Linked DNA regions of Mus musculus: region 2 is linked to region 1. Evidence: chromatin contacts called from public Hi-C data. All regions are on one chromosome and are shown on one strand. The core of a region is the stretch at or near the end of the contact, and the rest is flanking DNA. Distances in the headings are between cores, read along the strand shown. Region 1 holds the start of Cntln (centlein, centrosomal protein). Region 2 overlaps Cntln (centlein, centrosomal protein).

Region 1 (2,700 bases), core at 56-2,555:
GCGTCTCCTTCAATCATTCCCCATCTCAGTTTTTGAGACAGAGACTCTTAATGATCTTGGAGCTTGCAGATTTGGCTAGAGTAGCTGACCAGCAAGTCACAGGATCTGGCCTCTGTCTCCTAAATTCTGGGATTACAGGTCTGCCAACATCATGGCAGCCGGCTTTGGAAAACACACGTGGGCTCTGAGGGATTGAATTCATGATTTCACGGCAAGCACTGCATGGGCTGAGCCATCATGGCCCCGAGCCCTACATGCACTGGAAACATGTAATTCTCTAATACACTTTGCAGTGTTGGAAGGATGACCAGAGGCAGTCTTCGGGCATGCCGACTCAGTACAGGCAAAAATGGTTTGAAAATGGTAACTTCACGGTGGGACTCTCAATCCCTACTTCAAATCTCTTCCAAGAATTCTGTAAACTTTTCCTAGAAAACAAAACAAACAAACAAACAAACACCCCCCCCCCAACAAACCAGCAACAACAAAAAAGTAATTCTATCTTTCTGTGAAACTCAGCTCAGCGTGCGCGCGTTCACTAAGTTTAGCACTCTGGAGGAAGTGTCTTAAGGGCAAAGAAAGGTTATTGTGTTTTTGAAGTTTATAGCAAAGCAAGTGAGAAAAGACCAGAGACTAAAAAAGTGAGTCAGTCTCATTTCTTTCATCAGACTCCATTGCTGACTTTAGTTCGGTCCAAGGACACCAAGCCGTTGGGCCTTGTAGGACAAAGTTGCTCTGATATCCAGCCAAGGGATAAAGAAATTGACATAAAGACTCAAAGGAAACCATGACTCTTGCAAAACAAAAGACAAAGGGTGTAGGAAGGATCATAATTCAAGTGGGAAGCCTGCTCGATAGTCCCAGCTCAGCACAAGGCTTTCCGCGTCTCCTTGACTTCAGTCGGTTAGATGTCAGCCGCACGTAAGGCAGCGTTGCCAAGGGGTGTGAAGAAAACACTTAACTCTAAAACCTATTCCCTGATCCTCAAGGAGCTTACAACAGCGTTGGAGAGATTAGCGGGGTAACTAACACTTGAGGGCGGTCAATGAAACGTGAAAAACGAGTTGGCAGAAGCCTTGGAGGAGGAAAGAATTCACAGTTCTGGATCACTGGGGGCTGGGGGCTTGTCAGGAAGGCTTTAAGACGAGGGATGTAAAGTAGGCCCTCGGCGGAGCTAGGGCGTTAGGAGGGCGGGAAAGTCAGGCACTTCGGACTCGGGACAGTGGAGGCGCCAGCAATGAACTTGCTGGTCGAGCCTCCGCCGGCCCGGCGCGCATGCGCAGATCAGCTCAGCCGCCCGCGCTCGGAGCTGGGCCCGCGGCAAGCCCACTAGGAACCGCGATCGCCGGACCAGGCGGGAAAAGCTCCGCGCATGCGTAGGACGGCAGGCCAGGCTCCCCAGGATGGGGAAGGGAAGGTGGAGTTTTCAAGCGGGAACTTGACCCGTTAGGCGCCGCGGCCATGGCGGCGCGCTCGCCGTCTTCCTCGCCGCCTCCGCCCCCGGTGCGGCGGTCCAGCCGGCGGTCCCTGCGCGTCGGGCGCGGAGCCGAAGTGCACGCTGTGCGCAGCGAGGCCTCGGGTCTGGCGGGCGCCGCGAGGGAGGTCGTCGCGGATAAAAGCGACTTACTTTGGAGGGGCGAAGAAGGGTCAGGGGGACGGCGAGGGTCGGGGCGGGCCGGGGCCGCTGTCGCTCCTGTCGCCAGCGCGCCCGCGGGTTCCTGGTGGCCAGAGGGCCTCTCCTCGGAGGAGGCGAAGGCGACGCGATCGCAGCTGCTGGAGGAAGAGCTGAGCAGCCTAAAGGAGGAGCTGGCCCTGTGTCAGGTATCAGGACTGGCCGCCGGCCTTCCTGTCCACGGCCCCGGCCGGGGGCAGCGCCGCCCATCACCGCCGCCCGAGCTCATGCTCGCGGCCCGGGGCACCTAGTGAACCCTCCCGGGACGCGCCCTCCAGGCTCCACGCCCTGCCTCTGCCCACTGTCTGGGCTGCAGGCTCTGTCCCGCTGCAGACCCGGGTTTCGATTTTAATAGGATGCTCTCCAGAGGCTCCTTCCTCAAAGCCCAAGTTCCTGGTGCTGTCTAGTGATACCCAGTGCCCACGAGTGGAGTGCATTCGTGAATTGAAATAAACAGGACCGTGTCAGAAAAATAAAATCCACTGATGGAAATTGCCCGTTTTTAAACTTCAGACCCACACTTAACCCTTGTTCTTACCTTGTTAAACTTAAGTTCCAAACACAACCACAGTTTTTAGAAAGCCCTGGGAACGGGACTACAACCTTAGGATGCTACGTATTCATTTATTAACTTCCAGTGATCCCATAGTGAAGTACTTTCATGTGAGTGTGCCAGAGGAAAGCAGTTGTTAGAGCAGTCATCTCACATTACTTCCCAGATTAGTTTGAGGGTTTGGGGATGGTGAGCTTGCCTGTCCTTCAGTGCAGAGTATTTATTTATTTATTTATTTAGTTAGTTTATTGGTTTTGCCTTCTCACCACCATCTCCTTAGATTTGGCTCTAACCACATATAGGGTTAGGAAATAAAAATGTTGAGAATTCATTCAGTTAATTACAAGTCTTTAAGGGAAAAAAATCGCTGTATTTAAGAGACACTAATTAGGAACCGCCAACACCAGAGACAGCATCAACAGAGCAGCATTATCACGTTAGATTAGTAAAACCTTGAAACTCTCTTACGGTTCTG
Region 2 (2,700 bases), core at 54-2,553, 120 kb after region 1:
TTGGTCTGTTCTGTAGAGAAGTAGTTTCTAAATCGGCCAGTGCAGCACTTTTAGAAACTAAAAGTGAAGTTCCTTTCATGTACAGAAAATGAAACTATAAAGGGCATTTGGCCTCGCTGGTAGATAATTGTCACTTGTAACCTCTTCCTTTGATGAATGGGAAATGGTTCCCATCATGTCTCAGAAAAGCAGTGATGAAGCAGCCTTCCCTGGCGTTAACCTCTGCTCACCCCGCTTGCAGTGTAGCTACCCGAGCACAGTCTGCTCTTTGACACATTAGTAACATGCCTGTGATAGGGCATCTTTACCACATGCAGATCAGATGTCAGCAAATTTTACATGGATCAGTTGCTGTGGTCTCTTTTTGTAGACTTACAATCCTACAGTGTATGTTTTATTACCATTATACTAGAATAAATGAGAGAAATAAACCCCTAGGTTTATTAATATCATATGTCTGCTTAAAAGTTTGCTTTTCATGGTAGCAATTTCGCATTAGGAAATTATGATATAGGACTTTAGCTTTTACATGCTTAGGTATTAGGAAAGTCATCTAGAAAGTAGTAAAATTAAATTAGTAATTGAGATTTGGGCTCAATTCATAGATAGTTATGAATTTTTAGGAATGTATAAATAAACTTTTATACCACTTTCAATGTGCAGTTTCTTACTTTAAAAATAGGGCTGAATCCAGACAAATGAAGCGAGCAGAGCCTCACCAGCTCCGACAAGAAGACTCTGATGCTGTGTGGAACGAACTGGCATATTTCAAAAGAGAAAACCAGGAGTTGATGGTTCAAAAGTGAGTTTCTTTTTAACAAGATTGTATAAATAATCTGAGATTTATTTTTGTTGCTCAAAGTCTATTAGAGAAGCACATTTGAAAACTTGAAAATGAAATTATCTGAGATTTATAAATAAGACCATATATATATTATATATGTTTGTGCATATATTATATATATACATATATAAATACACACATATATATGTATATATATATATAAAATCATACAATAACAAGTTGCACATTTGCTAGCTCTAACAGAAACCGTATAATATGATCTAGGGATTGTGTTAATTAATGTGGCTCTCATCTGTTGAGGGTGTCGTTCTTCATTAGCCTGTATTTTAGACACTGCCTTGCTTCATTTTTGGAATGAGGTGGAGAGGGGATAACCTAGCCAGCCATCCTTGTTTGATCTCCTAGATATATACGCAATGCAGAATGCCTGAACTCTCTTGGTTCCCTGCCCTGTCCTGCTAATCCCAGCTGAGCTCATTATGGTGTAGCCTTGCTGCTACTCTTGGAGCCAGAGCTGTCCAAGCTAATTACTGGTAGCAGCAGAACTGCCTGTTAAGGGTCTGGTGTGGATCTGCTAACATGGTCCTTGGTAGTGACCTGCAGAAGACACGAGGGAATTGCTCTCTTTCTTGCCTTGCACTACCTGTCCTTTGGGTTTAATGCTGATCCTGTACATAGGTCTTTTAGCTGCCCTAAGTATAAAACTTGATGAAGGATACTCATATTTTAGAAAACACACAGTTTGCTTGCTTGATCTTATAATTCAAGGGCTATTACAGCCAGCTTGGCAAAGAAGGAACAATTTTTTGTCTTGTTTTATTTTGAGACAAAAGAAAGATTATACCAATATAATTAGCCTCTTCTTTGATTTAACTAGGTTTTTCATTTAGAGTGAATTTTTGACATATGAATTGTGAAGTTTTTAAGTCAGTTGTTTATGATATTGTTTAGTTTGGTACAATTTAACATCATGTGGCATATTGTACTTAAATGTCATTGATTATTCTTAGCTGTAAGCGGAAAGCTTCTTTATTTATTATCTGTGTAACTCTCTATTCTTTTTATATAATGATAAACTTTTGAGGAAATTACCATGTCAGATTTAAATGTATATTCTCATTTACCTCCTAAAGTACAGTTTCTTTCTATTATAGCTGAAGATTAAATGCTAATAACTAAGTCTCTTACATGAAACTTATTTTACAGGCTACATAATTTTTTTGGTTCAAACATTTCTTGATGATTTTAAATAGCTTTACTGAAATATAATTCATCAGCCATATAATTGTCCCATATTACATATAATTCAAAACCTATCCAAAGGTTTCTACACTATCTATAGTTACTGTTATTTTTAGGACATCTTTATTACTTCTAGCCTATACAACCCACCCTTCCATCTACTTTTCCAGCCCTAGGCAATTACATACTATTCTTTGTAGATTTTCTGACTGTCAAAGGCAAGGAAACTACTTCTGTGGTAGCATTGACGACTTCAGAGTCACAGTTGAGAAATGGGGACATAGAAGGTTTCTATGACAACTGCACCCCCTCCTCAAAAAAAAAAAAAGTAACAGCCTAGACTGGAAGCCATGGAAGAAAACTCTTATCGTGATAAGGACAGGACGGTAAAGTGTAGCGCTACATTATTAATGGCTTCTGACAAGGGTGTGGGGTGGGTAGGACTCAGGCCACCAGAAGTTTGCCTATGCTCCAGTGAGTATATGTGCAATACAAATTGGATGCTTTTTATTTTGTTTTTGTTTTTGTTTGTTTGCTTTTTGGTTGGGGGGGAAGTAACAAGGGTTGGGGGCACACCTGGGTGCACTGGGAAGTGAGTGTGATTGGGGTGCATGGTGTGAAAGTCTCAAATAATCAATAAAATATTATGTTGG

What was found. Hi-C and Micro-C count contacts between places; a contact is called where the count stands out from the background.
Region 2: a Hi-C map of rod photoreceptor shows a contact between it and region 1, with 1.9 times the contacts expected there. The contact joins the enhancer-like site here to the promoter of Cntln in region 1. A contact is called at or near these places in 2 of 39 promoter capture datasets (the C10 cell line and liver), 1 of 15 datasets of contacts at CTCF or cohesin (CD8 T cells), 2 of 484 Hi-C or Micro-C datasets (conventional type 1 dendritic cells and rod photoreceptor), 2 of 115 datasets of contacts at active chromatin or transcription factors (bone marrow-derived macrophages and large pre-B cells) and 2 of 9 other capture datasets (liver and pancreatic islet).

What each region holds. Positions count from the first base shown.
Region 1 is chr4:84,883,004-84,885,703 of GRCm38.p6, forward strand. It overlaps Cntln (centlein, centrosomal protein), which reads left to right and starts at 1,306. Exons shown (of 26, transcript NM_175275.4): 1 at 1,306-1,821. The coding sequence starts at 1,462.
Region 2 is chr4:85,005,723-85,008,422 of GRCm38.p6, forward strand. Cntln (centlein, centrosomal protein) reads left to right here. Exons shown (of 26, transcript NM_175275.4): 12 at 683-802. Among named protein-coding and RNA genes, the nearest start is that of Cntln, 120 kb to the left of the region's middle. Within about 2 kb of position 1,304, at least 5 of the 459 cell types and tissues checked have an H3K27ac peak or open chromatin away from gene starts, as enhancers often do. A contact at or near this core is called in rod photoreceptor, where this site is marked.